2 separate regions of the Zea mays genome follow, and region 1 is linked to region 2. A link is a contact called in public Hi-C data. All regions are on one chromosome and are shown on one strand. The core of a region is the stretch at or near the end of the contact, and the rest is flanking DNA. Distances in the headings are between cores, read along the strand shown.

Region 1 (3,443 bases), core at 198-2,697, 370 kb after region 2:
CCCTCTTTCCATAATAATCCATAAGCAGGTTATTAGGTTCTTATTGTAGATTTTTTTGGCTTTTTATCCACTACCCTTGGAACTGGGTGAATATTTACTCAATAAATAAGATTATATAAACTAGAACCCTTGGAACTGGGTGAATATTTACTCAATAAATAAGATTATATAAACTAGAATATATAACATGGATTGTATAATTTATACAAAATAAGGCAGTTTATATAATCCTAGAAGGAAACAAACGGACCTTAGTCATCTGCATCACTAAACTTTTCTGCATTACCTAGCCACATTACTATAGATTGACCATATTTACTGAAAAGCATTGGTGTTGCTGATTTCTGCAGGGAATGGGTAATGTTGGCCTTACACCGCCACCGCCACAGCACCCGCCGCCTCGAGGAGGCTCGGCAACACAGTGACCATCCCTGGAGCAAAACAAGGATTGTACTGAACCTAAACTTTCTCGTGACACTAAATTTGTAGCATGTAAATCCATCTCGAGCAATATCAGCGTGTCTAGACTCCCGCAAATCACGAGGGATTTCTTCACGATTATTGCTCAGGCAGCTAGGATTTTTGCTATCTCGTGCTGTGGTTTACAACTGGGGGCCTTCTGTCATGTGCCTCATTTGTACTGTAATTCGAATCGTGCCTTTACTTGCCGGCTGCTTAGATGTTGAACATAGAGAATTCTTTCCCTCAGTTTTGAGAAGCGTGAACTTCACTTGTGCCAGTTATTGCATGTGTACTTTACGAGTTGTTGACAGACGATGGCAGTCAATACGTGTGATATCCTGACCCCGGTTGACAGTAGAATTGATTGGCCTAAGGCTTAATAGAATTGATAGTGTATTCATATCAACAAGATGTATTTTCTTTTTTTAAGTCTGTCTTGAAAAAATCTTCAAATTAAGGGTGCTTGACGAGCAATTTGGGACGTGTGATCGATCGGTAAGTTTTTTGGGTGTGTATGAGTGAACATAAAGTACACATAAAAGATATGTGTTGGTTTGTGGGAATAATATATGATTCTATAGAACTGACATGAGTAAGTATAGCTGGTCCAGAAGTGAATGGAGTGTTACAATATGAGATCTATCGCATGTGCAATCTTGTGACACGAGATGGTTTTTCTTTACAAAAAATTGTGCAATCTTGTGGCACAAGATGTTTTTTCTTTTAAAAAAAACACAGTTTACGTTAAACTGACGCCAGCACCATTATTTGCTGGTGCATTGTGCTATCGTGCAAAACAGGTCAAACATTTGAAAGGCTGCATCGGACGCATCCATGGTGGCCTACACCACATCCATCGTCTTCAGTCGTGCTCTCAGCCACATCCAACCGCATGGGCATTACCACAGCTTGGCCCACCTATCAAGGCTTACAGAGTTTCCTTAAATGGGTTCTCCCCTTGTGATCTGGGCTGCGCTGCTAAGGCCGGCCCGTTTCGTCTTGTGATGCTGCGGGGCTGGCGACAACCACCAGCAGCATCGAAGACAGGAGGAGAAAGGAGAGGTGGTGGGGCGATGGCAGCGACTGCGGCGGAGGGGGTGGCCGCGACGGCGCTGCGAGCCGTGCTGGGGCGGGCGGGTATGGCGGCGGAGCGGTCGGGGTGCGCCGCGGAGGCGGTACGGGTTGTGGCGGTGGGGAAGACCAAGCCTGTTTCGATGCTGCGGCAGCTATACGACGCGGGCCACCGCTGCTTCGGCGAGAACTACGTGCAGGAGTTCGTCACCAAGGCCCCCCAGGTGCTGTCTGGTCTCCATTTCGATTGTTTCGTTCGCTTTTTGCATCTTTGCAGCGCATCCATCGTGTGGAGGTGGAGTGGAGGGAAATGAACGATTTGCTCTCGCCGTGTTTTGCAGCTTCCGCAAGATACCCGGTGGCATTTTATCGGGCACCTGCAGAGCAACAAAGTGAAACCACTGTTAGGTGTGCATATATTTTTTTCAATTGTATACGGAGTTAAAGAGTAAGTTAACCTGCATCAACAAAGCTATAAGCATCCTTCAAAAAGAAAAGGAAAGCTGGTTTGTTCACGAGTAGTTAGAAATTGAAGTTCTAAATGTTATTTTTATTTAGTGTTTGCCACTTACGTCACCTTGTAATGAAGAGTTAGTTATGGAAAGTTGTTCTTGCTTAGCACCATCATGACAATTAGTAGTAATATAGTTACTAAGCAGTGTACAGTATATGAAAAGCCGAAAATGATAAGAATAAGATTATCAACACAATTCTTTCATGGTGCTTTTCTTGACATTGTCTCGCGTTTGTATTGCCAGAATGCCAGTTAAGCCTTGTCTATCCTTTTTTTTCAGCTGCTGTTCCAAATCTTGATATGGTTGAGGGCGTAGACAATGAAAAGGTAAGCAATCGGCAACAAGTACTGTTCCTTCTATTATTTATCTAATGTATGTACAAAAGATGGAGACTAATAGCTTAATGCTTGTTAAGTTATTATTTAGTCAGGTTCTTGTATCTGTTACCTGCAATTGTGGATTTCTGTATTAAAACATAGACTCCACAACTTTCAGATTGCTAACCACCTAGATCGAGCTGTCAACAGTTTGGGAAGGCAGCCTTTGAAAGTTTTGGTTCAAGTGAACACTAGTGGAGAAGAATGTGAGTGCATAATAAGTATTGAGAAATCAGAACTCTTATCTCTTGATTAATTTTCCCGAACAAAGCACTTGTGCTATTTGTTTCCACATTTGCCTTGATCTGATAGATTATAATTGATATTCTTTCATTTTGCAACCAATTGCTATATCAGAAGTCAGTTTATTACTTCAGAAGCATACCTTAAATTACAAGTGACAAGTTTGGAAAATAAAAAGTAAAAGCGAACTTATGACCAAGTTCAAATTATTATCATTCTGCAATGTCCACATTCATCTTTCATATAATTAGCTTACCACGCAGCTGCAGGTTCATGGACTAAACATTTTCTTTTGTTCAGCTAAATCTGGAATCGATCCCTCCAAATGTGTCGACCTTGCTAAGCATGTGAAACTAGCATGCCCACACCTAATATTTTCAGGTCTGATGACAATAGGTATGAAAGACTACTCGTCAACACCAGAAAATTTTAAGGTGGGTGCTTATCCAGTCTTACTTCGTCGCAAACAACAACGAGCATTTTGCGTTGGCTTTCATAACCTGTTGTTTTGAGTGCTTTGAATACAGGCATTGGTTAATTGTAAGCTTGAAGTTTGCAAGGCCCTTGACATACCAACAGAACAGTTTGAACTCTCCATGGGAATGTCTGGTGACTTTGAGCAAGCGGTTTGTAATATAATCATTCTCATTCTTTGCATAGGAATGCTGAAACAAGACTACACAATCCTGGAGTTCCATCAACTAATGTTAACTTTATGCAGATTGAGATGGGCAGCACGAATGTGAGGATTGGATCAACCATTTTTGGACCAAGG
Region 2 (3,849 bases), core at 12-2,511:
TTTCCCTACCTATGATAGAGACATGAATTGTTCAAGGTATTTTTTTGATAGGGTACAAGGCAGAGACTAAAATCTCGCTCGGGAAACACCAAAATCCGATAAAATTTCCCGATTTCAATGTGTTCCGAGATACAAATTTCGGTCCAGTTTTTTATGTATTTAGGTTTCAAATTTGAAAATATAAAAGTCAAACTTTGGTCAACAAAACGGATTTCGGAAACCCCAAAACGAAAATGTAATCCCTAGTACAAGGACGCCGCAAACTCACACCACAGACACTCGTGCGTCCAATACACACATTAGAAAGGGACTGAGAAGTCTAGACCTCTAGTGCACGGGAAACATGCAGTACCATTGAACGCGCACAGCGCTCGCGTGTGTAAACCCTACCAGGAAAAACCCCAACGTGAGGCATGGAGTGTCAATCCTGGGGATTGAACCCACGCCCGGCCGCTCGCACACCCGGCGAACGAACCAACTGTGCTACGCCCAGTCCTCATTGCTCACGGTAATTGCCACAGTCAGATGTTGATGCTTAACACGCAAACTGGGTGCTCGCGGCAGCCCAATCATGAGAATTGTCTTCCAGCAACGAAGACACGACGGACAGCTTATGGTTGTGTTGAGCTTGAGATTAAGAGACTCCAGAACAAAAATGGAGAGTGCCAAAGCGGTCGCAGCATTCCACCGGGCGGTAAACAAATCGGCAGCAAAATGGGTGAATCCAGAACGGATTGGATTGGATTTCATTCCGGCGCTCACAGGAAACAAACGAGTCGTCTGGAGAAGCAATTCGTCCGCGGGAGCTATGCCAACGAACTAACCAGCGAAAGGAGAAACACAGCCAGACCGCGGAGCGGGCGGACGGACGGATCTATCACCGCGAGGACACCTGCGGGAGCTGCGCAATTGAGATGAGAAGGAGGGAGAGAGAACATACCAAATACCTGGATCTAGATCGTCGGGCAGGCGGGGCGCCGGCGGAGGGCCTGCGGATCGCCGGATCTGCTGCTCTCGCGCGCGAGAGAGAGAAGAGGCGGGCGCGGGCGCCCCGCCGATCGCGGTATCACCGTATCAGGGAGGGGCGAGCGGAATGCGAATCGCCGGATCTGCTACTCTCGCGCGCGCGAGAGAGAGAGAAGAGGCGGGCGCGGGGCGCCCCGCTGATCGCGGTATCACCGTATCAGGGAGGGGCGAGCGGAATGCGGGGAGGCGAGGCCACAGGCGGAGGGCGGACGGACACGGGGGAGAGAGGGAGGAGGAGCCACCTGGAACAGAGTGGCCAGCGTAAATAAGGGGCAGCGGAGGAGGCGATGAATGATGGAAGGGGCCACGGGGGCGGCACTGCTGGCTGGGTCAGCTGGCTCGGCTCGTCTACGTGCCACGTACTACTGTAACAGGATACGTACGGCCGACGGACCACCGGCACCGACCGACCAGGGCGGCAGGGGGCAGGGGCGGATATCAGACCCGGGCCACCTGGGCCGTGGCCCGGGTCATAGCCCAAAACAATTTTATATATATAGTACGTATTAGAGATTTTGGCCTAAAATAAACCCTAACGGGCCAAACACAAAGGTCTGCTAGCCGATGCGCTAACTGCACATCCGTGCGGCTGTCGGCGCGACTGGTGGATGAGTGGAGTTTGGTCCGCGCCTGACGCCTCCGTGGTCCGCCGTTCGCCATCGGCCGTCGCCCTACAGTGTTCTGCGTCCGTGCCGGCTGCCGCCCTGCCCGTGCGTCGTCCGCGCTCGGTGTCTCCCCGTCCGGTCGGCCGTCGTCCGCACGCGGCAGCGGCAAGTAGCCAGGTCCGGTCCAGCCAGCCATCCAGCCAGTGAGCCAGGCGTCCCACGTCCAGGTCCCGTGCGGCGTGCGCGGTGCGCCGCGCGTCCAACCAGTAGGAAGCAAGGCAGCAGGCGTTCGGTGCATATTCGGATATTCCCATGCGGCTATGCGATAATTCCGTGAAGTAACACTCAGCCAGACGGCCAGTGCCCACTCGTGACTCGGCCAGCCGCCAACCAGTCCTACTAACGGTAAGCGCTTCTCATTTCCTTAGCTTCTTTTTTTTTATTAGTAAACAACGAGCTAAATACTAGATTGTTAAATGTTTATGTGATGGTAGATTGATATTGTCATGTTGTATCTCTCATTTTATACAAATATTTAACTTGTAATGTGTAGGTTTAAATTCACGTGCTAATGTTGATGAAGTTATTAGATGCGGGGAAGGACCAAATCGTCTCTAATTAGGTACCTTTATGTTTTTTTATCAAGTTTATTGTATTTTTAGATGATGATTTGAAGTAAATACTATTTTAGTCTATGTTTGTGGTATATTTTTTTTAGCGGTATATTTAGCCGTATAATATATTAGGGAATGTCTAAATTAACCTTCAAGTTTTATAGAGTGGCCCGGGACATTAATTTTATAGAGCTCCGCCACTGGCAGGGGGCCTTTGCTTGCCTTTTCAAATTTCGTTCACCATCACCGACCCGATGCGTGTTTGGAGTTTGGACGTGCTCAACAAAGTCAACGCATGCGGCGGATTATACTCCTTCCCATTCCAAATTACACTTCATTTTGGCCGGATATCTAGTTTCCTGCGAGATATAGCACGGTATATTTTTAGGTACATGATAAAAACTATCTTTGAAACAACTAATAATAATTTAGAACGGAGGGTCGTAGAAAAATTGAAAGAAAAAAATCTCACAATAAAAAGGGTTAGTCTCCCACGCTTGAATTTAAATTAATTTACTGACAGACAAACCAACCAAGAGACGTCAGAAACAACGCCATGCCGATGCCGCTGAATATCTCTACTAACTATTAAGAGAGAAGTGTAAACTGCCCCCGTCTCCCTACCCCGTCCGCCCGCCCGCCCGCGAACGCCAGGATTTTTGCATCCGCCATTTTCGCCGCCGGAGGGACGGGAGCGCGCCATAGAGGTTGTTCCCCTGGAGGCTGAGGTCGCGCAGCGCCGCGAGCGAGGGGAGCGACGGCGAGAGCGTCCCCGCCAGGCCGGCGTTCTTGAGGTCGAGGTTGTCGACACGGCCCTCTTGCCCTAGCTCGGATCCGCCTGGGCACGCCACGGCACCGCCCTCGCCGGCCCCGCCGGCACGGTGCTCGTCCTCACCGACCTCCCCGCGCTATCCTACACCCCCTCCGGATCCGCCAAGTGGGTGAAGCATCCCCTCTCTCTGTCGTCCAAGCCGCGGAGCCCCATACTGGCCTCCGACGCCGTCTTCGCCGGGAAGCGGGAGGAGCACCTCGCCAGCGAAGAGCTCGTCGGGGCAGGAGGGCGAGGCGGACGGCGGCGGCGCGCGCGGCGGCGGCCCCTGCTGCTGTCAGGTGTCGATGCGGGAGAGGAGGGCGTGGACCTGGCCGAGCTCCACCGCGAGGCGGTTCCGGAGCGCGCGGGCCTCGCGGTGGCCTAGGGACGCCGGGCGGAACTTAACGTAGTCGGTCGTCGCGCCGCGGCTTGGACTTGGACCCGTCGGCGCGCGGGTGGGGCTAGGGTTGGGGGTATGGGCTCGAGCGGGGCGCGCGTCTCCCCCCAGTTGTGGTGGTGGCCCCCTCCCCATCCGGCCAGAAGGGAGGAGGCCATCGGCGGCGCCGGTGAGGTCCCGCGAGCTCGACTGGTGCGCTGGCAATTCAGATCATAGGGAGAGGGAGAGAGCTCGGGAGCGGGAGAGAGGGAGGATGCAGGTGGACTGGTGGAGTGGAGAAGACGGGAAATTTTTTCCCGAGTGGCGGGCGGATCTGGCCGGCGTCAGGAGAGGAGGGATCCGCGCTGTTGGTAGGATGAGTGGACGGATGGGATGGCTCAAGACTTTCGTCTCCGA

The links. Hi-C and Micro-C count contacts between places; a contact is called where the count stands out from the background.
Region 1: a Hi-C map of tassel shows a contact between it and region 2, with 4 times the contacts expected there. The contact joins the promoter of LOC100286142 here to the promoter of LOC100273789 in region 2. A contact is called at or near these places in 7 of 25 Hi-C or Micro-C datasets (ear, leaf, leaf mesophyll and 3 more).

The regions. Positions count from the first base shown.
Region 1 is chr3:151,300,639-151,304,081 of Zm-B73-REFERENCE-NAM-5.0, forward strand. LOC100286142 (pyridoxal phosphate enzyme) reads left to right here and starts at 1,448. Exons shown (of 7, transcript NM_001159030.2): 1 at 1,448-1,757; 2 at 1,875-1,941; 3 at 2,328-2,374; 4 at 2,544-2,631; 5 at 2,969-3,102; 6 at 3,196-3,294; 7 at 3,390-3,443. The coding sequence starts at 1,536. LOC100381986 (WD repeat-containing protein 33) reads left to right here. Exons shown (of 18, transcript NM_001174756.1): 18 at 351-773. The coding sequence ends at 425.
Region 2 is chr3:150,927,066-150,930,914 of Zm-B73-REFERENCE-NAM-5.0, forward strand. LOC100273789 (Villin-2) reads right to left here and starts at 1,262. Exons shown (of 24, transcript NM_001360444.1): 1 at 948-1,262. It also overlaps the pseudogene LOC103652267.